Regions from separate parts of the Sus scrofa genome. Here regions 1, 2 and 3 are each linked to region 4. A link is a contact called in public Hi-C and HiChIP or PLAC-seq data. All regions are on one chromosome and are shown on one strand. Each heading gives the region's core, a stretch centred on a gene start, on an enhancer-like site or on the middle of the called end of the contact. The rest is flanking DNA. Distances are from core to core; before and after follow the strand shown.

Region 1 (5,154 bases), core at 396-2,895, 310 kb before region 4:
CCCAGGGAGCTCCCACTGTGGGATTCTTAACATAGGGTATTGTCTTAATCATCTCAATGCCCAGCCACTCTCAGGTCAATTACTAATGTTTCCTTGACAGTCGTGTACTAAGAGCTGGGCATGTTTCACCACTGATTCCTTGCCATAAGCCTTTAATGTAGGCGCTGAGTTGGTGTCACACCACTTTCAACAGATAAGTGATCCTCTCCAGGTGACACAGGTAGTAAATGGTGGAGCCAGTCTCAGGTTTAGCCGTCCTGCCTTCTTTTCTGAGTCCATGAAGGAATGGAAAGTCTAGACACAGCTGACGCTGTGGGTCCTGAGCAAGTTCCCTTTCCCAGGCTTAGTTGTATCACGTTTCGTCATCTCTTTTTAAGTTTTAGTCATATTTTATTTTTGTTTTTGTCCTTTTAGGGCCGCGCCTGCAGCATAGGGAAGTTCCCAGGATGGGGTCTAATCAAGAGCTGTAGCCACCGGCCTATGCCACAGCCACAGCCACCTGGGATCCGAGCCGCGTCTTCAACCTACACCGCAGCTCACAGCAACACTGGATCCCCAAGCCACTGGGTGAGGCCAGGGATCAAACCCACAACTTCATGGTTCCTAGTCGAATATGTTTCTGCTGCACCATGATGGGAACTCCTGTACCCTTGTCTTTAAGAGATAAAACCTCCTTAGAAGATTAGAAAGGCGGACTCTTCTTCCCCTTCCCAGTGTCCGTGCTGGCAGCTATTTGCTTTCCTGTAATAAAGACTTGCTTGCTCGCGGCCTGTGTTCGTGAAGTTCATTCTTAAGCTCTGTGAACAAGAACCCAGATTCCAGTAATATCTTTCCCATGTCGCTACCATTACTGATTTCACTTCTCACTAAAATGGTACTCCTTTCCCCAGCGTGCCTAACTTCACTAATGTTTAATTCTGAAAATCAGTTTGTTTGGTTTAATTAATTAGAAACTTACTTTTGAGACCCTACATATAACCACTACTACTCTGGGCAGTGGGGGATACAGAGACTGATAAAACACAAAAATCATTACCCTCACGGAGCTTTCATGCAATGAGTTAAACCAGTAAATTCTTTGGTAAGGAAATGAAGGATTCGGGGGTTGTCAGGCCCATTGGGGGGCAGGCGCTGCCTCCCTGAGGCGGCCCACCGTGGACCGGGGCTGACGGCGCTGCGGGCGCAGGGCTGGCGGGGTGTCCCCACCACGAGCGCTTCTCCCCTGGGCTTGGCTGTTGAGCTGCAGCTGCCGCGACTCCATCTTTACCTTCCCGCTGGCGATGCGGGCGAGCGGGGCAGCCCCAGGGGCTCCGGCCTTGGTTCCCGAGAAGCACTCACCTATCCGCACAACCTGCCGCCCCCGGACAGGGCACCAACTCCCTAGCCTTGAAGCGCGGCTGGCGGACCCGAGTCGCCGACGCTTGGGCCGAACCGGACCGAGGGCCCGAGTGCGGGAGCCAAGCCGGGCGCCCGCCCCGCCCCTGCGGCAACGCCCGGCGGCACAGACCGGTCTGGCACCGCCCCTCCTGGGCGGGGAGAGGGAGGTGCGGGCGAGCGACGTCACGCGGCCGGCGGTGGCCAGTGGTGGTGGTGGGGCGGGGCCTCGCTGGCCCCACCCCTCGCCTTCTGGAGTCGGCGGGGGCAGCGGGGAGCAGGCGGGCTGGGGGCGGCTAGCGCATGCGCGGTGCGCGCTCGGCGGCGGTGACGTAGCTCCGCCGCGGCCTCAGCGACCCGCGAGCGCAGCGCGGGCGGCTCCCTCCACATCAGCTGTGCAGCTCTGCTTTGTCCTGGGCCGGTCCGTCGGTCGGGCCGCCCGAAGCCTCGCGCCGCGCTGGCGTCGTCCTCGTCCCCGCCGGCGCCCCGGCCTGAGCCGGACGGCGAGGCCATGGACGCGGAGTTGGTGGTGACGCCGCCAGGCTGCGCGCACCTGGGCAGCTTCAAGGTGGACAACTGGAAGCAAAACCTGCGCGCCATCTACCAGTGCTTCGTGTGGAGCGGCTCGGCGGAGGCCCGCAAGCGCAAGGTGCGCCCCCCCCCCCGCAACACGCGGCGGCGTGTGCGTGTGTGTGTGTCCGTCCGTCCGTCTGTCTCGGGACGGTGGGGGGGTAGGGTCTTCGCTTTCCCCTCCCCCACCCCTTGTGGCACTGGCGGGGGTGGGGTGGGCGCGGGCTGACGTGCGGGGGGCGGTCTCTCGCGCGGTTGCTGGGTAGGAGGGGGAGGGTCTTCGACGCTGCGGGGCGTGTCCTAGGGGCCTTCCCGTTGGGGGTGGTGGCGGGGATGGGGGCGCTGGAGAAAGAGAGGACCGACCCAGCTGCAGGGGAAGCGGCCTTTGCGGCCCGAGCCCTGGGAGTCGCCGTGCTGGGGGCCGGCCGTCGGGCGGGGTCCCCTGGATGCTGTAGAGGTGCCGCTCGCCCCTTCCTCCCCCCCATATCAGCGGGGGCACACGCGCTCACTGCCCCCCCAGCTCCAGCGCGGGGCACGTCCCGGGCCCGGGGTCCGCGGGACGCTCCCGCCCGCGCCCCTCCCCCTAGGTGTGCAGGGCGCAGGTGCGGCGCGCGGCGGCGCCGGGAAAAGAGCCGGCCCAGGGCTGAGTCGTGAGGTCACGACGGTGATTTGCGGCGTCACCTGTAGCTGCGCAGGAGCGGGTTTGGGGGGGGGGGGCGCTGGTCTGACCGCAGGTGGGACTTGGGTGCCTCCTGGGAGACGCGAGTCGCCTCCCTGAGGCGCTCAGGAAACGGGCCATCTACGCCCTTCGGCTTATTAGCGGTCTGAAAATCTGAGGACGGCGTTTTTCTCTCCTTTTACCTGAACAATGAACACGCCTTGTTTTTACTGTGTAACGCGATTCTGCAGTTGGCAGTGTCCACGTTTAGTAGCATCTTTAATGGGAAAACTAACCTCGGGTGAGACTGCCCAGAGCGCTAAGCACCAATTTCTTGGATCAGAAACGGCGTTGGGAAGCACGATCTCTTAGGATGAACTAAATTGGGGGTGAAAGGTTTCCGCTAGGATGGGAATGAGGTCCTTGCTGATGGAATTGTACGCCCGTGAAATAAAACCGACTGGTTACCTTTGAGGTTTTCAACGATAACCTTGTGTGTTACTGCTCCGCTGTGTTTGTTGGGTGAGATGTGTGACCCGTCGCCACAGCTCCTTGCCTGTCTTTCCTCTTCGTCGCCACCCTCTCCTCCAGCTGCAGTTTTAACATCGAGGAAGGAGTATTGTTTAACCTATTATGGACTTTTTCTAATTTCATAAGGAAGGAATTCTCCCCTTTTTTTTGCTCTCTGTGGCTTGGTTTGATCTTTTAGTGTCAGTTGCCCAGTTCAAAAGCTGTTGAACCACATTTGTGTTACTCGCTAGTAGGAACTTGAACTACAGACAGGCAGGAGCTGAAGTACCTTTTTCAGAGGTCAGGTGTGTCAGCACTGCAGTATCATTTGATCCTGTCCCAGGAGCACCGGTATTCTCTGAATGCGCTGAATGCGGCGGGGGTCCTGTGCAGTTCTCCTCCCTAGGAGTGGCCCAGCCAGGGACAAGTTGGTTTGAGGAATGGTTTAACACTGAGGAATAGTAAGCAATGCATGTTCTCATGTTGGGCAGTTTACTGGGGGTTCTCAGTAGGCTTAGCAGTTGGTTTTAACAGTAGGAAGTTTTTTATACATAAGTTAAGTCTCTTTTTAGTTACTTAAAGAGGCTACAGTGAGGTCCCAGCTACAGTGTAACTACAAAACTCCTGCTCCTCCTCCGAGTTCCTGTGGTGGCTCAGAGGAAATAGACTAGTATCTATGAGGATGCATGTTCCATACCTGGCCTCACTCAGTGGATCATCGGGGATCCAGCATTGCCCTGAGCTGTGGTGTAGGTTGAAGGCACGGCTGGGATCTGGGGTGGCCGCGGCTGTGGCATAGGGCAGCAGCTGTGGCTCCTGTTTGACCCCTAGGCTGGGAACTTCCATATGCCTCGGATGTGGCCTAAAAAGCAAAAGCAAAAAACTCCCTTTCCTTTAGGTAGAGGTGGGTAACGGTTTTTGATACCCAAAATTTGATTACTCTTTTGGTAGGCAGAGTGAGAAGAGAGTGGTCAGCCTTGACAACTTTTGGTACTACTAGACGTAAGATATTCCTCGGATAGAGGACGGAGTGCCATCTGCATGTTTCCGATTATATGACTTGCCACGTGAGTGTGTGTGAAAATGGCACCTGGCAATGAAGACATCAGGAATTTTCAGTTCTCCTGGATGTTAGGACTTAACACAGTCTATGTTGCATTTGGAGTGTGTAGACACTTTGGGGGACAGGTAATGTTTTTTAAATAATCACATCTCTCTTCTTTGAACTGTTTCTGTGACTCTAAAATTTTCCAGCAGCGTGTCCTCAAAAAAACAAAGCCCTTAAGTTTCCTGGTGGCACAGTGGGTTAAGGATCTGCTGTTGCTGCAGCTGTGGTGCAGGTCGCAGCTGAGGTTTGTGTCCAGTCCCTGGTCCTGGAGATTCCGTATGCCTCAGGCACGGCCAAAACAAAACAACCCCAGAACCAAAAAACCAAAACAACAAACAAACCCCACACAAACCAGAGCCCTTTTTGTAGCCACAGTAAATGTTTTAACCCAAACACTTTTTTTTTTCTTTTGGCCACCTTGGCATATGGAGTTTCCAGGCCAGGGACCTGATCCAAGCCACAGCTTCAACCTAAGGAATCAAACCTCTCGTTAGGGCTCTGATCCTGTCGCGCCACAGCAGGAACTGCCCCCAAATACTTTACCTGAAGCGAAGCAGTGACACTTCTGGACCATACTGATTCTGATTTAACTTGGGCAGTGTTGGAGGGAAAAAAAACAGGTTGTGAAGTTCTTTTGTAACAAGATTTGGGGACTAGGGTAGTTTCTGTTGTGGCTCAGTGCTAATGAACCCAACTAATATCCACGAGGAGGTGGGTTGAGTCCCCAGCCTCTCTCAGTGGGGTAGGGATCCGGCATTGCTGTGAGCTGTGGTGTGTGTAGGTCACAGACCTGGCTCAGATTGGGCATTGCTGTGGTGTAGGCTGCAGCTCCACCTCGACTCCCCAGCCTGGGAACTTCCATATCCTGCATGCCTGCCCATAAACAGAAGAAGGGGGGGGCATTAGATTTCAGTGTATTACATTTGTGTCTTAT
Region 2 (5,503 bases), core at 1,492-3,991, 350 kb after region 4:
CTCCCTCAGAGCAGCTCTGTAATACCTGTATCACGGAGCCTGGCAGCCAACACAGGCTCAGATCACCGGCTGATGGCCTGATGGGTTATTCAGGTTCACGGCCCAGGGCTGCTGAGTGAGGAGCGCGAGGGCCAGACAGGCTCAAATGGGAGTCAGCTGTGTGGCCTTCAAAGCCGCGCACCCAGGACAGACTTCATCCCGGGCCCAAACCCCACAGCTGCCTCTGTTCCACCGGGAGGTGCCCACACACCCCCAACCTGCCCCAGGCGCAGGGGCCTCTTCTCTGCCTGGGCGGTTCCCACCCTCACAAACAGCCCTCAGTCTCAAGGGCACAGGGCCCACTCCTCCGGACCCCCTGGCAGCACTTCTGTCCCCTGAGCACAGCTAAGGCGGCCTTCCTTCTGTCATCACTGTCCCATGCATCTGTGTTCCCTCCCTGACACCAGCAAGCCCAGCTGTGAAATCCGGGTCCCGCTCGCTGGCTGAGCCTCAGTTTCCCCATCCCTAAAGCGGGAAGGACAATAAAACCCACTTCACGGAGCAGCTGCACAACTGCTGGGGGATTCGGCTGTTACCCGATGCCGGCGTGGCTGCTGTTTCCCTTCTGCGCTGCCCTGCGAACGGCCCCCGGCACGTGCTTTTAAGGAACACTACCCACACGACGCGTCTCGAGAGTCAATTCTACACTCAGTCACAACAACGCAAAACATACCCAGAGCCTCCTCGCGGCCTCTAGGCATCTACCCGAACGGAAGTGGCTCACTGGCAGGGAGGAGGCTCCGCTCCCTTCGTGGTCCAGGGTCCCGTTCGAGGGCCGGCAGACCCGGGGGCCTGTCCAGAGGTGGGCTGGCTGTCCCACACTCCAGAGAGAAGATTCGCCTGCCTGAGTCATCCTGATAATAACGGCGGCAGCTCCGACGAACTGAGCCTCGACTGTGTTCCAGGCACATCCATCATCTCACCGAAACCCGCACCACCCTGAATACACAGCACCCTGCCTCCACTTCCCTCTGGAGCAAACCCAGGCTCAGCGGGGTGCCCAGGATTTGGGGGTCCGGGGCTGAACTGGGCGTGGCGCCAACGCAGGTCTTCCCGAGGGAAGCCTCACGCTCTCTGCACCTGCACACCCCTCATATCCGCACGTTTTAAATCCTCTTTAACGTACACACCCCGTCAACGACCTCGGCACTTCAAAGGTGCAGAGCTTCTTACTGCACAGGAGCCAGAAAAAGGGAAAAAGCTCCCCCCAAGTCCACGGGTCCCTCCGACAGCTGACGGGAGTTGGCTTCCCAACTGAGAAATGAGTTTCTGGAATCAGGATGCAGCGGGGGAGCAGCTGAGGAAGAAGGAAGGGGCAGCAGTGGGCACGGGCCAGAAGAGACTCATCCAGCGCCCAGTCCGTCACCACGTCGGAGCCCCCACACCACGGACACGAGAAAGGCTCCCAAACGCCCGCCGGCCCACCCGAGATGCCTCAGGGCTTTCCCAGGCCCCGGCAAGGCTGAAAAGTAGGCAGAAAAGAACCACGTCACCACTGACCCAGCCAGGCTGGCGAGGACGCCAAAGGTCCCTGCTCACCAAAGACGTTGTTCCAGACCTTCCTCCAACCAGCAGGATCCAGTTTTCAAAGAAACCAATCAACACTCTTGACCGAGGGCACTCGGCCTAAGCTCCAGCCTCGGCTGGAAAGGCAAGTTGCTTTTTGCAGCAAGCAGAGTCCACTGGCCCCCGGCCCTCTGGTGGTCCTCACCCACACCTCGGGCGCTCCCCCGGGGATGCTGGTCATCCCGGCGCCCACACAGGCTCAGGCCGGCGAGCACCCCTCTATCTGTCCCCGAAGATTTCCGCGTTGGCAAATGTAAGAACGCGCGGAAGCAACAGCCGGGGGCAGGGACGAGCACAGGGGACATCAGCTCCCGCCTCTGACAGACGGGGCACTTCAGACCGGACCGGGCAGTGACTCGCACAAGGTCACAGGGGGTCGGCGGCCAGGCCCCGCGGGCGCCCCGCGAGCAGGCCGCCCCCTTTCCCGAGGTGGGGCAGGTTGCCCCCCACCGTGTCCTCAAGAGCGCGCCGGCCTCCCGCTCCCCCGAGGGCTGCTCGACCCCGGCCGGCGCTGTCGCGGGGGGGAGGGGGGTGCTGGGCCCTGCCGCGCAGGGACGCGCGGAGCCTCGCCCAGGCCTCGGGGCGCCGCTGTGGGGGCCTTACCGAGGCACTGCCCCACCGGGGTGCTGAACGGGTTCCCCAGGAGGAACTCCATCTTGGGCGGACGGCTCGGCAGGGGCCGGAGCGAGTCAGCCGCCGGGTCTCCGCGTCCCCCGCCGCGCTCCCGGCCAGACTGACACTTGCCCCCGCCCCACCCTCCGGAACGCCGGCGCCCGTCCCAGCCCCACCCCGCCACGTTACTATTGGGCGACGGCTGCCCTGCCCTCTTCCGATTGGCCCCTACACCTCCCTCAGCGAATCCCCGCCCACCCTGCCGCGTCCGATTGGGCGGGGTCGCGAGCTAGGTCACAGGAATCTCCGTCACCTCCCCTGGCCCGCCTCCGAACGAAAGTCTGTGTATGTTGATTCACCTGTATATTGGTCAATCGAAGGAGTCCTTACTGTTATTGGGCAAAAGACGAGTCAGTCACGTAGGTAGGGGGCGGGGATACCAAGTTCCCCGCCCGTAGAAACCGCTGATTGGACAAGTATTTGTTTTCTCTACAGCGGATTGGTGCCGGGAGGCTTTCCCCGCCCAGAAATGTGATCACGTGGCCGTCAACTTTCACCCAGGATGTCTAGCCCCAGACTCTCCCTAGCAACGGAGTGCGGCTCCTGGTTCCCCTAGCAACCGGTCGCTGAGGAAAGGAGCCCGCCGGGAACTGCGCAGAAGCTGAGAATCTGGGGCTGAAACTCAAAGGCTGCGGGAGGACCTGACCTTTTCCCGGAGGAGCCCGCCGGCCGCCCCACCTGGAGGAGGGCCCAGGCCCCCTGGCAGCCTCCTCCCGGCCTCGGTGGAAAAGGACCTGGGGAAACGTTCCCTCTGGGCACAGGCCCCAAATACACACAGGCCTCCAACCCAGAGAGAGGTACCCTGGCCTAGCGATACCTCTTCAAGAGGGCATCACGGACCCTCGCTCCCACCTCTCCACTGCCGCTAACTTGTTCCTCTTGCTTAGTTAGACCTAATCTTCCTCTTGGTGAAGACTTGTGGCTTTGGATGTGGATGCCGAGTCCATGTCTGTCCCTTCCCCAGCCTCAGTTTCCCTTTCTGGGAAATTAGGGCTTTAGGGCTCCCCTCTCTCATGGCTCCTGGAGCTGGCCTGTCATTTAACACCAAGTGTGCACTGGCACCCAGTGACATAGGGTAAATGGTGCGTTTTCTCTTTCTGATTCATGGCCAATAGGGGCTCTATTTTTCAGGTCCAGTTGGACAATTGTTTTGCAGGACAATTCTGGATCTGGTTCTCTGTGAGGAGGCGACTGTGGTGACAGTGGGGTAAAACTCTCTGCGACTTCCCCCACCTACAACGACACTATTGTCAGGCAAGTCACCAAGGACCCTTGATGGGTGGTAGATTATAAACTCCCCGCAGCTGAGCTGCAGAGGCTACACAGAACACTGTGGGCACCAGGGCCGTGGCGAGGTCACAACCGTGGTTGTGGGGCCAAGAGGTGCAGCCTTGCTGGTGGGTGCCAGGCAGGCTGGGTGCCCGTGGGGCCCTGGAGCAGCCCAGGTGCGGCAGCCAAGGGTGGGAGGGGACCGACCTCAGAGTGTCCGTGGCCACCATGACGCCCCAGGGCGCTGTGAAAGGACCCCAGCCCGACCGCCAAGGGAGGCCGGGAAGCAGCCTGGGGAAGAGACATGGTGTTTTCCAGGGAGGATGAGCCGCCTGGGGGACGTGGAGCCCAGGGTGATCGACGACCACATGCTCAAGCAGGCCGTGGGGGAGCAGGGCCCCCAGGAGGAGGCTGGGCAGCTGGCCAAGCAGGAGGGCGTCCTCTTCAAGGACGTCCTGTCCCTGCAGCTGGACTTCCAGAGTGCGTATCCTGGCGGGGCGGGCGCCGGGCAGCCCCAAGTTCCTGCCCAGTCCGTGGTCCTGCCGGGGCAGGAGGCGCAGGACCAGCACCAGGGGCTGTAAAGCGCTGGGTGCCCTTAGCTCTTGAGCACCCAGAGCCCCCCGACTCTGAATACGAGCAGGAAAGGGGACATTCTCCCACTCTCCCACTCGTGGACCACTTGGGCAAGTTCCCAAGGGCGGGGGAGCTTAGGAAGGTGGGCCCGCGTGGTCAGGAAGGCAGGGAGGGGTGCCGCGCTGGGGAGAAGCTTCAGAGGAAGGGCCCGAAACAGGAGGGCAGGGCCCGCAGGAGCCAGGGCAGCCTGGTGGGAGACGTGCCTGCGACCTGGCAGATCCTGTGTCCCATCTGCGAGCCCGGGTGACGGCAGGCCCTGTCTCCCGCACGAGTTGGGGGACAAGGTGAGACAACAAGCCTGCTGCCGGCCTCACTCGGGGAGCCAGTGAGGTGGCACAGGGGGCAGGAGAGGTAGGCACGGGCCCTGCGACCCCCCCAGCCCGGTGCTGGCGGGCCTCGGCAGAGGGCACAGTGATTCTTGTCTCTGCTCTGCCCCGGCCTCCACGCTGGCCTGCGCTCATCAGTCGATAACAGGGGGCTACCGAGACATACCCGAGGCCGGGGTGCTGCGCCAGGCAGGCCGGGCCCAGCCTCACGAAGCCCTTGGGCTGCCCAGAGCAGCAGGCTTCAAGGGGTGGCAGGGTGGGTGTCAGGGGGGCTTTAGACCGCCTCCCGCTGCCCCTCCCCCCCCCACTGTGTACCACGTGCCTCTTCTAGGCCGGGGGCTGCTCTGGGCACCAGGGACTCAACTGGGAACAAAAAAGATAAAAAAACCCCGTCTCCGGGGAGCTCACCTTCAAGGGAGGGGGACACACAAACCTAAGAAGTCCAGTGGTGTGTCCGGAGCTGGTGCGCTTGGAGGAGCGGAGGGCGCAGTGCGCGGGGCTCCGTACGGGTCGGGTCAGGGGCCTCACCCAGGAGGTGATAGTTAAGCAGAGAATAGGGGGCGATGGTAACAGCCCCGTGGAGATGGGTCCAAGGACATTCTTTTAATGAGCACGTTCTAACTCGCTAAGTTCTGGAAGTGCTCACAAAAGCAGACAGGAAAAAGCGGCGTGAACAGCAGCGCTCTGTGGCTTCTAGGAATCCTGGGGACGAGGCCCCGCCTCTAGAATCTTGCACCCACAGTGTGTGCCTGTCACACTGAGCTTTGCTTGGAGCTCTTGGTGGCTGTGACGGGGACCGAGCTCTGCCCGTCTCAGGAGCCAGGGGATGGGGCAGCTGCGGGTCAGGCCCTTCAGCCCGTGCCGGGGCACAGGCCCGTCTTTCCGCCCTCTTGGGCCTGCACCGGCCCAGCGTGTCTCTGCCCACAGACTGCAAGTAGAGACAGGGTCGGAGGGCATGGACATGAAGCGTTTCTGTCCACACAGCCGAAGCACCCTCC
Region 3 (5,179 bases), core at 658-3,157, 270 kb after region 4:
GGTCTCATGACTCAAAGACTCTGGGATGGGACAGAGAGGTGGCCATGTGACCTCTGACCCCTCCCAGGCCCCCAGCATACCCCCACTATGGAGCAGCCTCCCGGGTTCCCTGCTCTGTGGTGCACCCCTCTCAACCGCCCAGTGCCAACACACATAAACTTTTAGCAGCCTAGCAGTTAAAAGCGTGAGCCCGGAGCCCACAGCCTGGGTTTGAAGTATGGCTCTGCCAAGTTCTGGCTGTGTGACCTGGGGCAAATCACTTAACCTCTCTGTGCCTCCAGGCTACCTACTTGGGGCTGTTGGAGGACTCAGTGGTCAGCACAGCGCCCAGCACACAAGAAGTGGTCCGTGTTCCCTGCGCACGGTGTGATCGTCCGCCCCAAGAGCCGGGGGGGCCTTCGGGCACACCACCCGAGCCTGGCACTGTCCTGCCTCGCCCCAGCCCGACTCCCCACTGCCTTCGGGATGCAGACCAGCTCTCCATCCTAGACTCCAGGCCCGCCTGGTCCTCCTCTCAACCCTCATTCCTGGGGACCTGGAGACTCTCGGGTGCTGCCAGCTCTGCATTCCGCAAGGCTGCAGGAGGGCAGAAGTGGGGGCTTAGCTCTGTCCATTTTGCTAACCCCCGGGGCTGTAAGCAGGCTTGAGCTGTGGTTTCTCAGGCGGGCCCGTGCTTGGTGGGACCAAGGAGAGAAGCAGGCATGTGATACCCGGGGGGGCCACAGGCTCCAAGGACACGTGCATCCAGGTTGTGGGAGGTTTGAGTCCTGTGCTCTTGCCCTGTTTTCTCATCAACCGACAGCAAGGAAGCCAGCGTGGCCGAAACTGCCCAGCAACCATGGAGGCAACTCGCTAGGGCCTGGGACTGCGTGCTGCACAGCCAGGCAACAGCCTCCCAACTGTCCCTGCTGCGCCTTCTCTGCAGAACAACCAGAGCGGTGCTTCCACAGCTAAGTGAGCGGCGCAGCTGCCCCCTCCTCTCCTTGGCCGACCTCCCTCGGCCAACCTGCCTAGCCTCACCTCCCGGGCATCTCTAAGTCCTCGCCATGCTTGCCGGACGACATCCTTCCTGGCTGGTCCGGGATGACCCACAGGTCTCACCCCACCGATCCCCACGAAGCTGCTGCCCAGCCCCTGAGCTACCACAAGGTGTAACTAAACATCCACGTATGGGTTTCCCTGGGGATTTTTGTGCTCCCAAGAAAAGGGGGGCCCAGGTTTGTCTGTGAACCCCTGGTGCCTGGGACGGGGCCTGATATTCAGCGGAGGCTCGATAAATGCGTGCCCACGCCGGCTGCGAGAACCGGACGCGGGCGGGCAAGGGCGGGAGGACGCCTGCGCGCATGCGCGAGGGCTCCAGCGCCGAGCTGAACTCTCGGGCCGGAGGGAATGACCGAGAGTAACCTCCCGCTGACGTCACGGCTGAGCGGGGGCGGGGCCTCGGCGACGCCCGGATCCCAGGCTCCCGCCGAGGCCGCCTCTGGGCTGAGGCTTCACAGGTCGCGGGGCGCGGCCCGGGACGGCCGGAGGCGCACGTGCCCGGTGCCGGGCCTCCCAGGACCCGGCGCGGCCCGAGACTCCAGGGCGGGCGCGGGAGGGTCCGCGCGGACAGGACAGCGAGGCCGGCGGCGCTCGGCCCAGGGACGCGGAGCGCCCCGAGCGCCCCGCAAGGAGTCAGCGCCCCGGCCCCCGCTCCGCGCCCGCACCCCGCGCCCCCGGCGCCCGCATCCCCCGCCACCCAAGAGACAAAGGCGAACGCAGCCTGCGCGCCGCACTTGCGCGGAGCCCGGTGGGTCCCTGACGCACCTTCGATGTCGGTCAGCAGCGCCGCGTCCAGCTCGCATGGCTCGGCCAGCGCCTGCTCCAAGGCTGCCTCTGTGAAGGGCGGCTCGTCCATGGCGCAGTCGCCTCCTCCCGGCGGCCCGCCGGGACCGCCGCAGCCGCTCTGCGCGTTCGCGTCACGCCCTGGCCTCGGTGGGGCCCGGCGCCCGAGAAAAGTTCCTCGGAAACTGGGTTCCCCCGCGGCGGCTCTGCGGGCGGGGCGGGGCGGGGCCTGGACTTGCGGGGAGGCTCCGCCCCCAGCGGACGGGCCCGCCCCACCTGGGGAAAGCCGAGATCCCGGCCGCGTCTGTCCCGCACACCCGCCGCGCCGGCCCCTCCATCCAAGTGGGGTGCCGACTCCTGCGGGGCTGGGGCAGACCCCGGCCTCTCCAGCACCAAGCGAGGGGGCCGAGTGGAAGCCGCAGGACTGGGTCCCTCCCAGAGATCTCCGGACCTGGGGAGGGAGGGAGGTGACCCTACAAAACCCACATCCGTGGTCTGGCTCTTTAGAAGACAGACCACCCAAGTTCAAGCTCTAAGACCCGCTGTGCGGCCTCGGGGCCCGTTACGTCAGCACTGTGTGCCTCGGTTTCCTCAGCTGTGACCGCCTTGATGACACCTGCACAAGGTCACAGCCACTCAGGGCAGCAACAGGGCTGGGGCCTGGGGCTATCTGACCCCCATCTTGGTACCTGTCCCCAGGAGCAGTCGGGATGAGGAAGGGGCAGACTGCTTTAGACCCGGGCCACCTTGCCCTAGGTCATGACACGTGGAGGGCCAGGTCCGAGGAGGCAGCCCGGCTGGGGAGGGAGGTCCTGTGGGTTGGGGGCGGAGCTGGGCGGCGGGGGAGGCGGTCTGAGTAAGCCAGAACTAACATTCAGGTTCTGGAAGTGGGAAGGCTGCCTGTGCGAGAGGGCAGCCACGGAGACGACCCCCGCCTCGGGGGAGTGCAGCCATCCTGAGTCCTGCTTCGCTCAGACTGCACACCCTCCGAGGGGGTAAAAGGAGTGGAACACTTTGGACTGGAGGGGCGGGGTGCTCGGGCCACGAGAGGCCTTGGAGGTCCAAGTCCCGGGGGTTCAGCCTAGACACGCAGGGCTCTTTGTGCCCCTCCCAGAAGTAGCTGCTGTGGAAAATTACCCAGAACCGGGGTGGCCAGGGCCGGGATATCCAAACCACATCTGTCCCCCCAGTGGCCCTGCTCAAGGATCTCCCAGCATGGCACTCCAGATGAATTAATGCTGGGGAACGGGGGATCCCCCTTCTCGGCCCCCTGCATCCTGCCGCCCCTGGCCCCACCACCCCAAGTAGGAGCCAAGCACCCAGAAGTCTTGTGGATCTGGTGACTCTCCTGAAAATCTTTCCCCGTGCGAGTCAAGCCTAAAGAGCACCTACTTCAGAGTCAGGCAGCCGGTCCGGGTTTTCAGCTGCTTGCTGTGTGACCTGGAACCACTTACTTCACCTTTTTGAGTCTCTGTGAAAAGGGGTGTTGGAGTCATGGTCCCCATAGACCTGCCTCACTGGCTTTTAGCTGAATTTACCGCATATGTAAAGAGCAAGCGCAGTCAATAAGCGCGTATAAATGCAGGAGTTCGGGAGAGGGGGAGGCCAGGCCAACGGAGACTTGCAGCCTAGACCAGACCCGCCAGGTGCAGTGAAAGCCCCCGGCGGCGCACAGTCCTGGGAGCGGGTAGGGATGTGAGCAGCCAGAGACACACACTGGGCGGCACAGGCTGAGACCAGCGGGGACGGGGCTCCGGGGAGGGTGCGGAAAGCCGTGTGGGGGCCGCGCTCCCTCAGGGCACTTGCCCCTGGGTGGCCCCTCCCCCGGCCCCGCCCGGGAGCTCCGCGCTCGTGCCGCACCGCGCGCCCCGGGCCGGCGCTTCCGCGTTAACCCCTTCCTCCCCGGGGGGGGGGCCGCCAGCAGCCCCATTTCACAGGTGAGCAGAGCGAGGCCGCGGGGGTTGCGAGAGGCGGGCGCGCGGGGTCCGGGCGTCGGCCGGACGAGCCCCGCCCCGGCCCGCGGCGCAGCCAATGGGCGCGCGGCCCCGAGTGGGGTGACGCGGCGTCAGCGCCCAGCTCCCGGCGGCCGGGTCACGTGCGCCACGAGACCGACCCGGCGCCCCGCCCCACCCCGCGCTCCGGCTCGGACTTCCTCCCGGGCCCCGACCGACCGCCGACCGCCGGGCCCCAAGTGCCAGCTGTGAGGCTGGGTTCGCATCTGCCCTTCCTGCCGTGGGCGTCTGAGAGGCGCAGGAGCCTCTTCTGTGGTTCAGAGGCTTTGGGGGCAGGTGTCCAGCTCCGTCAGGGCTTCTGCCAGGGCCGCTGGCCCGGCCGAGCCATGTCCTCGGTGGTCAGGCTCAGGGATGCGTGACAGGGCAGGCACTGGCATTGCCTAGCAGGCTACTGAAATCCCGCTGCACTCCTGGAGCCCCCCTGCCACCCACCTGCGCGTTTGTCCTTCATTCTGCAGTAGCTAAGCTGGCACCTGCCCAGCTTGTGGCAGTGCAGACCCAGCAGGGGGCCCTGGGTTCCCCTCACTCCTCCACCTGGATGTAATGGAACCTTGTGGCCGTTGACATGGATGATTCTGGTCCCAGATGACCCTGAATTCGCATTCCACTTGGCCCTTGCTGCGTGCTGGGCAAGTCGTTTCTAGCCCTCTCTGAACTCTCCACAGAGAGCTGCTTGAACCCCAAGGTTGGCTGTATGGTGGAGGGGTGCAGCTTAGAGACAAGAAGAGCAGCCATCATCTGACACCCTCCAGCCTGGACCAGGTGTACACAGATTCTGACTTTGAGTTCATTGTCAAATGGAGATTTCCCCCAAAGGCTGGATTCCTTGTTTTTCCTGAAAACCGGGGCAGTTGAGCAACAGCAGGCTATACAGCATGGCCAGTGAGCTACGTCCAGCCCTGGGATCCACCCAGGCAGGGCCCTGGAGGCATCGGGCTCACTACCCATGACCCTGTTTCACACCCCGGGAGTTCAGGGATCTGCAGCCCCAGGCCGGATGGGGAAGGAACAGCAGGGCCACTGACTCCCTGCAGCTGTGTGCTGTGTGCCTCCTGGGCTGCCAAGGGCCTGGAGCCCCTGTGCAGACACACCCTCTAAGGCCACCCGGCAAGAGCTGGCCGGGGCTCCTTTGCAGCAAATGGCATTTCTGGGTGAGTCATGTCTGTTCAAAGCCTCCTGCCTGCCACCCCCGGCTCCTCAGGACCCCAGAGACCCTGTCCTTGGAAAAGAAGCAGGTTGTAGAAAAACGCCACCTTGGGTGTTTTAGTGGGGGACTGGCAGGCAGGAAGTCCTGAGCCCCGAGAAGACCCACGATGTCCCACACTGCCCCCTCCCCATCTCTG
Region 4 (5,795 bases), core at 1,146-3,645:
GTATAATGCTTAAAATCCAAGTGACTGTAGTTACTTTGATACCTTCTAGAACTTCTTACGATACTTTTAAATTTTTACCAAAAATAAAGGAAACATTCCATTATTATCACACTCACTGCAAAACAAAAAGTCCGTGATCTCTCTCGGCATCATCTTCCAAGATAAAAACGCAAGGAGATCCCGTTGTGGCTCAGCAGTAACGAATCTGACTAGTTTCTAAGAGGATTCAGGTTCGATCCCTGGCCTCACTCAGTGGGCTAAGGATCTGGCACTGCTGTGAGCTGTGGTGCAGATTGGCAGCTGCAGCTCTGATTCGACCCCTAGCCTGGGAACGTGCATATGCCCTTAAAAAAAAGCAAACACAAAACCAAAGGTAACAATACAAGATGAACTGGGAGATAACTCACTGTCATTTTTTTTTGAGGGGGGACGCCCGCACATATATATGGAAGTTCCCATGCCAGGGGTCGCATCCAAGCTGCAGCTGCCGGCCTCCACCACAGCCAGTCAACGAGGCTTCGGAGCCGTGTCTGCGACCTACACCACAGCTCACGGCAACTCGGGATCCTTAACCCACTGAGCGGAGCCCAGGATAGAACCTGCATCCTCCTGGATACTAAGGATTCATTTCCGCCACACCACAAAGGGAACTCCCAACTCATCATAATCCTATTAGCGATCTCACTGGCAGAAATGAGGCAGCTTCTTCCAGTTAAACAATCCACCACTTTAAAAACCCCCACTAATTCACATATGCTCGCAATGATTTGAATCACCCAGAAACAAGGATTTCTTTTTTCTTTTTTTGTCTTTTTGCCATTTCTAGGGCCGCTCCCGCGGCATATGGAGGTTCCCAGGCTAGGGGTTCAATCGGAGCTGTAGCCGCCGGCCTACACCAGAGCCACAACAACTCGGGATCCGAGCCGTGTCTGCAATCTGCACCACAGCTTACAGTAACGCCGGATCCTCAACCCACTGAGCGAGGCCAGGGATCGAACCCACAACCTCAAGGTTCCCAGTCGGATTCGTCAACCACTGAGCCACGACGGGAACTCCGAAACAAGGACTTCAAGTCCATTATTTCCCCTAGTTAACTAAGCAATCCTGAGTTGAGACCTAAGAGAAATGCTGGGTCGCCATGAAGCCACATGGCAGTGAGGCAGTGAAGCAGGGAGAGCAGACCTGAGTGTCATGAGCAGCATGTGAAATCTGCCCAGCCAGACGAGTGGCCAGAGAAAGCTGACACATTCCCTTCACTTAAGGTCCCCGTCAGAAAATCCTGAATAAGAGTAAACAGAAAGGCATTCACGTTTGCTATTCGGCAAAGAGGCACAGAAGGTGCCCCTGCCTGGCCAACTGCTCCTACAGCAGCAACTGCACAGAGCGTGTGTGCAAAGCTCGCAGCTGCCTGCCCCCCCGCGTGCTGCTCACAACCACCGCCTGAGTTCTGTTTTGCAAATAAGAAAACTGGCCCAGGGAAATTAGGCGGCTGGCACAGAGTGACTGAAACAGGACTCCAAGGCAAGGCGTCTAGGCACCCTGCACCGCGGGAAGCAGAAACTAAGGTCTGGGCACAAATGAGCGAATGGGTGGCTCCCAGGCTGTGCCTTAACTACCAACCTAACTCCTACCAGTAACGAGGGAAAGAAACAGAAGAGCGCGCTGAGCAGCGCGCCACAGCTCAGCTAACCTCGGGACGGCGAGCTGGACAGCACCTGCCCTGCGTACACACGGGGACAACACTCAGCAGAGGAGGGGTGCCTGTCCAAGGTCACGGGCGCTGCTACAGTTTGAACGGTTCCTCCCACTCAGCCCTAACAACTCAGCGGAGAGGGGCTATTTCACCAACAAGCAACGTGAGGCAAAGGACCTCACAGCAGCGGCCAATTACTTTAATTCCCGGCCAGGGCTCGATACTCAGGGGACGAGATGAACGAACCAACGGCGTGAAAATTAGAGGCAAAGGAACAACGGTCACGACCCCGCCCCCGGGAGGGAACCTGGAGCCAGAGCCCCCGAGGGTCGGGCGCCCCGAGGCGCAAGAGGGCGGGCTGCGCGGCCGGGTCGGAAGGGGCTGCGGGGAGCCGCGAGGTCGGGGCCCCGGCGGCGGGGGATGGAGGAGGGGGCCGGACTCCGACGGCGGGGGTCGGCGTGAAGGCGGAGGGGCCCCCGGCTCGCGCGCCTGTCAGCCCCGACGCCGAGCGCCGCGACCCCGGCCGAGCCCCGGGCGCCGGCCCGCGCCCACCGCCTCACCTTGGGCGGAGAGCTGGCGGACGCTGTTGACGAACTGCTCCAGGGCGGAGGCCATGTTCCCGGCGGCCCGGCAGCGGAGACGGCGCGCGCGGGACGAGGGCCGGCGACCCACCGAGGGCCTCGATGCGGTGACGTCACTTCCGCCGCCCCGGCCCCGCGAGATCTCGCCTCGCCCGGGGCGCTGTTTCCATGGAGCCGCTTCCGGTGCGGCCGCGCGGGACGCGGCTCGCCTTCCCTTCCGTCTCGCCGGTGCGCAGGTGAAACCGCTCCGCGTCGGTGATGGGACGGCGGACGAGCGAAGGAGCGCAATCCAGAGCTAGGCGCCCTCTTTCCGGGTTTCGCTGGGAAGGAGCCGCCGCTTTCCACCTGCCCGGATCCTTCAGGCCGCCATTCCTCCCTGAGGCTTTTCCTGTGACTCCGGCCGGGCAGGCAGCCTGGGCTCACCTCCCTCTTTTACCACTTAGTTGCCGCGTGACTTTGGGCGAATTCCTCGGCTGCTTTCCCTCGTTTCCCATCTGTAAAAGGCTCACGATGCACCACCCCGTAGGGCACTTCGAGCCGCGCCCAACACCTAGAGACGTGAGTCTTCACTCAGCGTAGACGCGGAATGGCCTGCATGGACCCGTCCCTCCTCCGCTGGTTCTCAGAGCGCTTTGTTCCTGTCACTTGCACTCTTGCGGAAATGTGTTCCGAACCCACCCCGTGTCCGTGGCTCATACAGGGCGTGAAGTTCCTTGAGGTCGGATACCTGTCTTACCCACCCCTGTTCCCCCTGAGGATTTAGCACAGGATTTGGTGCGTGATAGGGAATGAGTAAAGAAACATACCTTTTAAACTTCCTCCAACGCACATTTATTTCCTGAGCATCTGCAGTGTTCTGTGCCAGGCGCTAGAGATACACTGGACACAAGAATCCTCATAATCCACGGGCCTTGCAGCCAGCAAGCAAATAGAGACCCTAGCAAAGAGACCAGTGCTCTGAAGGAATGAAACAAGGTTCTAGAAGATGATACAACAAGGGAGCTTGGGGCTCAGCGGTTACAAACCTGACTAGTATCCCTGAGGACATGATTGGATCCCTGGCCTTGCTCAGCGGGTTAAGGATCTGGCATTGCTGTGAGCTGTGGTGTAGGCCGGCAGCTGCAGCTCTGATTCGACCCCTAGCCTGGGAACTTCCATATGCCACAGCTAGGGCCCTAAAAAGCCAAAAAATAAAAAAATAAAAAAGCAAAATACAAGAAAACAAAAACACAAGGAAACTGACCTACCCAGGGAATGACAGGGACCTTTTTTTCGTTTGGAGGAAAGGACACAGACTGATCTCTGAAGAACGAGTAGGGATTTCCCTAAGTGGGAGGAGCGTGTGTGCTTTCCCTGCACTGGGGGAGAGCACATGAGAGGGAGGAGGACAGGAGATGACAGTGGTTGGAGAGGGCAGTGCGACGGGGGTGGAAAGACAGGCAGGGACCACACCAGGTAAACGGTGTTTTGTTTCAAGGCCGCACCTGCAGTGTATGGAGGTTCCCAGGCTAGGGGTTGAATTGGAGCTGCAGCTGCCGGCCCACACCACAGCCACAGCAACTCAAGGATCCGAGCTGTGTCTGCGACCTACACCATAGCTCACGGCAACACCAGATCGTTAGCCCACTGAGCGAGGCCAGGGACCGAACCTGCAACCTCATGGTTCCTACTCTGATTTGTTTCTGCTGCGCCAGGACGGGAACTCCAGATAGCGGCAGTTTGAACAAAAAAGTTATTTGACTCAAAGTCAGCTTTTTGGTTGAGATTTCTAAATTCCAAATTTTTCCTCTCTAAGCCAAAGGCAAAACCTCTGTCTGAGGTTTGCTGCAAGGCCTTCGTGGAGAGAACTCGATGACAGGAGGGTCCCAGATACCAGGAGAAATGGGAATGAGCTTCTAGAACTGGGAACGCACGAGGACATGCAGAGAGGGGGCCGGGGATGCTGGTCCTGGCTTCCCACCCTGGGCCGAACTCCCCCCCCCAACCCCCGCCCTGGGGCAGCCCGTGACAAACCATGTGCTCCTGGAGCCCCTGGTACCACCAGCACCTCTTCCCAGGGCCCCTGCTCACTTGGTGCTGGGTCAGCACAGCCCCCTGCTGGCTGGCAACATCTGAAGGAGGTGCCCACAGTCAGTGGACGGGAGGCAGCATCCTGCACGGGTACACTGGTGACTCAGGTGTACCCAGGGCTGCAAGCAGAGAGGTCGGTTGTGCAGGGAGAGCCATGAAAACAAGTGAAAGGCTGGGGCCTCAGGTCTTGAGAGCAAGGCCAGCAGGCACCTGAAAGGCCCTCAGGCTCACACACCCTCTGTATAGACCAGCGCAGGGCCAGGGCCGAAGACCAGCAGCCCTGCCCTCCAGAGAGAGCAAGAACAGCCGGTGTGGTCCTGCCCTCCACTGGTTGATGCTAAGCTTTCTTCTCCTGTCACCTCCACCTTGGCTGGTAGAGGTGCCGAAGTGCCAGCCTGGACGATGGAAGAGGCCCTGGGTCCACGCAGCAGCAGCCTCGGTCAGGAGCTGGGGACCTTGGGCATTAGGGCAGAATAATTCAGTTTATCAGAAACACCAGTTTCTGTGTGCTTTGGGCTATTTTCAGTTCAACAAGAACTTTTTTTTTTTTTTTTTTTTTTTTGGTCTTTTTGCCTTTGCTAGGGCCGCTCCCATGGCATGTGGAGGTTCCCAGGCTAGGGGTCGAATCAGAGCTGTAGCCGCCAGCCTACACGAGAGCCACAGCAACACGGGATCCAAGCCACATCTGCAGCCTACACCACAGCTCACGGCAACGCTGGATCCTTAACCCACTGAGCAAGGCCAGGGATCGAACCCCAAACCTCACAGTTCCTAGTCAGATTCGTTAATCAGTGAGCCAGGACGGGAACTCCAACAAGAATTTTTTATGTGCCTTTTGTGTGCTAATCTGAGCGAATTGCTGCTTCGGCATGTAGGTGAAGAAAGAGGCTTCTGGAAAGCCCTTCGTGCAGTGCCTGGCACACAGTAGGCCCTCAGTGTATCACTTCTCTGCCCACCAGAACCGGTTAGCTGAATACCTGCGTTAACGCAGAGGCCGGAGGGTCACATGTTGGGAAGGATTGGTTTGAAGTCACTTGGGCAACTGAGCTAATGCCAGCTGTGTGACCTAGGAGAGGTCCATCCACCTCTCTGAGCTGCCTCCGCCCTGGGAGGCGATGGCGTGTATCTCACAGGTAACAGGCAGTGCTCTGTGTGTGGTGTGTGTGCGTCGTCACAGCTGATAGAAGACAACACTCAGGCAATTCAGCTGACCTGTACGGAGTGTCTGCTGCCGGCAAGACTCAGTCCTACGTGCTCTAAGTGTCAGAACTCGTGTGATTCCATCACAACCCTGAGAGGCAGATGCTACTGTCACCTCCAGCTGACAAACAAGGACATGGAAGCCAAGCGGAGTGTGAAGACACGTGTCAGTGTCGCGACTGAAAAACGGCAGCGATTAAAACCCCGGCAGATGAGCCCCAGAGTCTGGGCCCCGTCGCTGCCTCCCAGGG

Evidence for each region. A called contact is a pair of places that touch in the nucleus more often than the background predicts. HiChIP or PLAC-seq counts read pairs in DNA pulled down with a chosen protein or histone mark.
Region 1: an H3K27ac HiChIP or PLAC-seq map of alveolar macrophages shows a contact between it and region 4. The contact joins the promoter of USP22 here to the promoter of COPS3 in region 4. A contact is called at or near these places in 1 of 5 promoter capture datasets (liver) and 1 of 2 datasets of contacts at active chromatin or transcription factors (alveolar macrophages).
Region 2: a contact with region 4 is called in a Hi-C map of liver, with 3 times the contacts expected there. The contact joins the promoter of DRC3 here to the promoter of COPS3 in region 4. A contact is called at or near these places in 1 of 5 promoter capture datasets (liver), 3 of 47 Hi-C or Micro-C datasets (embryonic fibroblasts, liver and skeletal muscle) and 1 of 2 datasets of contacts at active chromatin or transcription factors (alveolar macrophages).
Region 3: an H3K27ac HiChIP or PLAC-seq map of skeletal muscle shows a contact between it and region 4, with 2.2 times the contacts expected there. The contact joins the promoter of SREBF1 here to the promoter of COPS3 in region 4. A contact is called at or near these places in 1 of 47 Hi-C or Micro-C datasets (liver) and 2 of 2 datasets of contacts at active chromatin or transcription factors (alveolar macrophages and skeletal muscle).

What each region holds. Positions count from the first base shown.
Region 1 is chr12:61,304,872-61,310,025 of Sscrofa11.1, reverse strand. USP22 (ubiquitin carboxyl-terminal hydrolase 22) reads left to right here and starts at 1,645. Exons shown (of 13, transcript XM_021068045.1): 1 at 1,645-2,023. The coding sequence starts at 1,886.
Region 2 is chr12:60,649,059-60,654,561 of Sscrofa11.1, reverse strand. DRC3 (dynein regulatory complex subunit 3) reads left to right here and starts at 2,741. Exons shown (of 12, transcript XM_021068003.1): 1 at 2,741-3,074; 2 at 3,434-3,531; 3 at 3,865-4,026. The coding sequence starts at 3,870. TOM1L2 (TOM1-like protein 2) reads right to left here and starts at 2,409. Exons shown (of 14, transcript XM_021068013.1): 1 at 2,209-2,409. The coding sequence starts at 2,260.
Region 3 is chr12:60,730,695-60,735,873 of Sscrofa11.1, reverse strand. SREBF1 (sterol regulatory element binding transcription factor 1) reads right to left here and starts at 1,907. Exons shown (of 19, transcript NM_214157.1): 1 at 1,807-1,907. The coding sequence starts at 1,897. It overlaps LOC110256136 (a long non-coding RNA gene), which reads left to right and starts at 3,987. Exons shown (of 2, transcript XR_002337414.1): 1 at 3,987-4,987.
Region 4 is chr12:60,997,854-61,003,648 of Sscrofa11.1, reverse strand. COPS3 (COP9 signalosome subunit 3) reads right to left here and starts at 2,395. Exons shown (of 12, transcript NM_001244149.1): 1 at 2,254-2,395. The coding sequence starts at 2,308.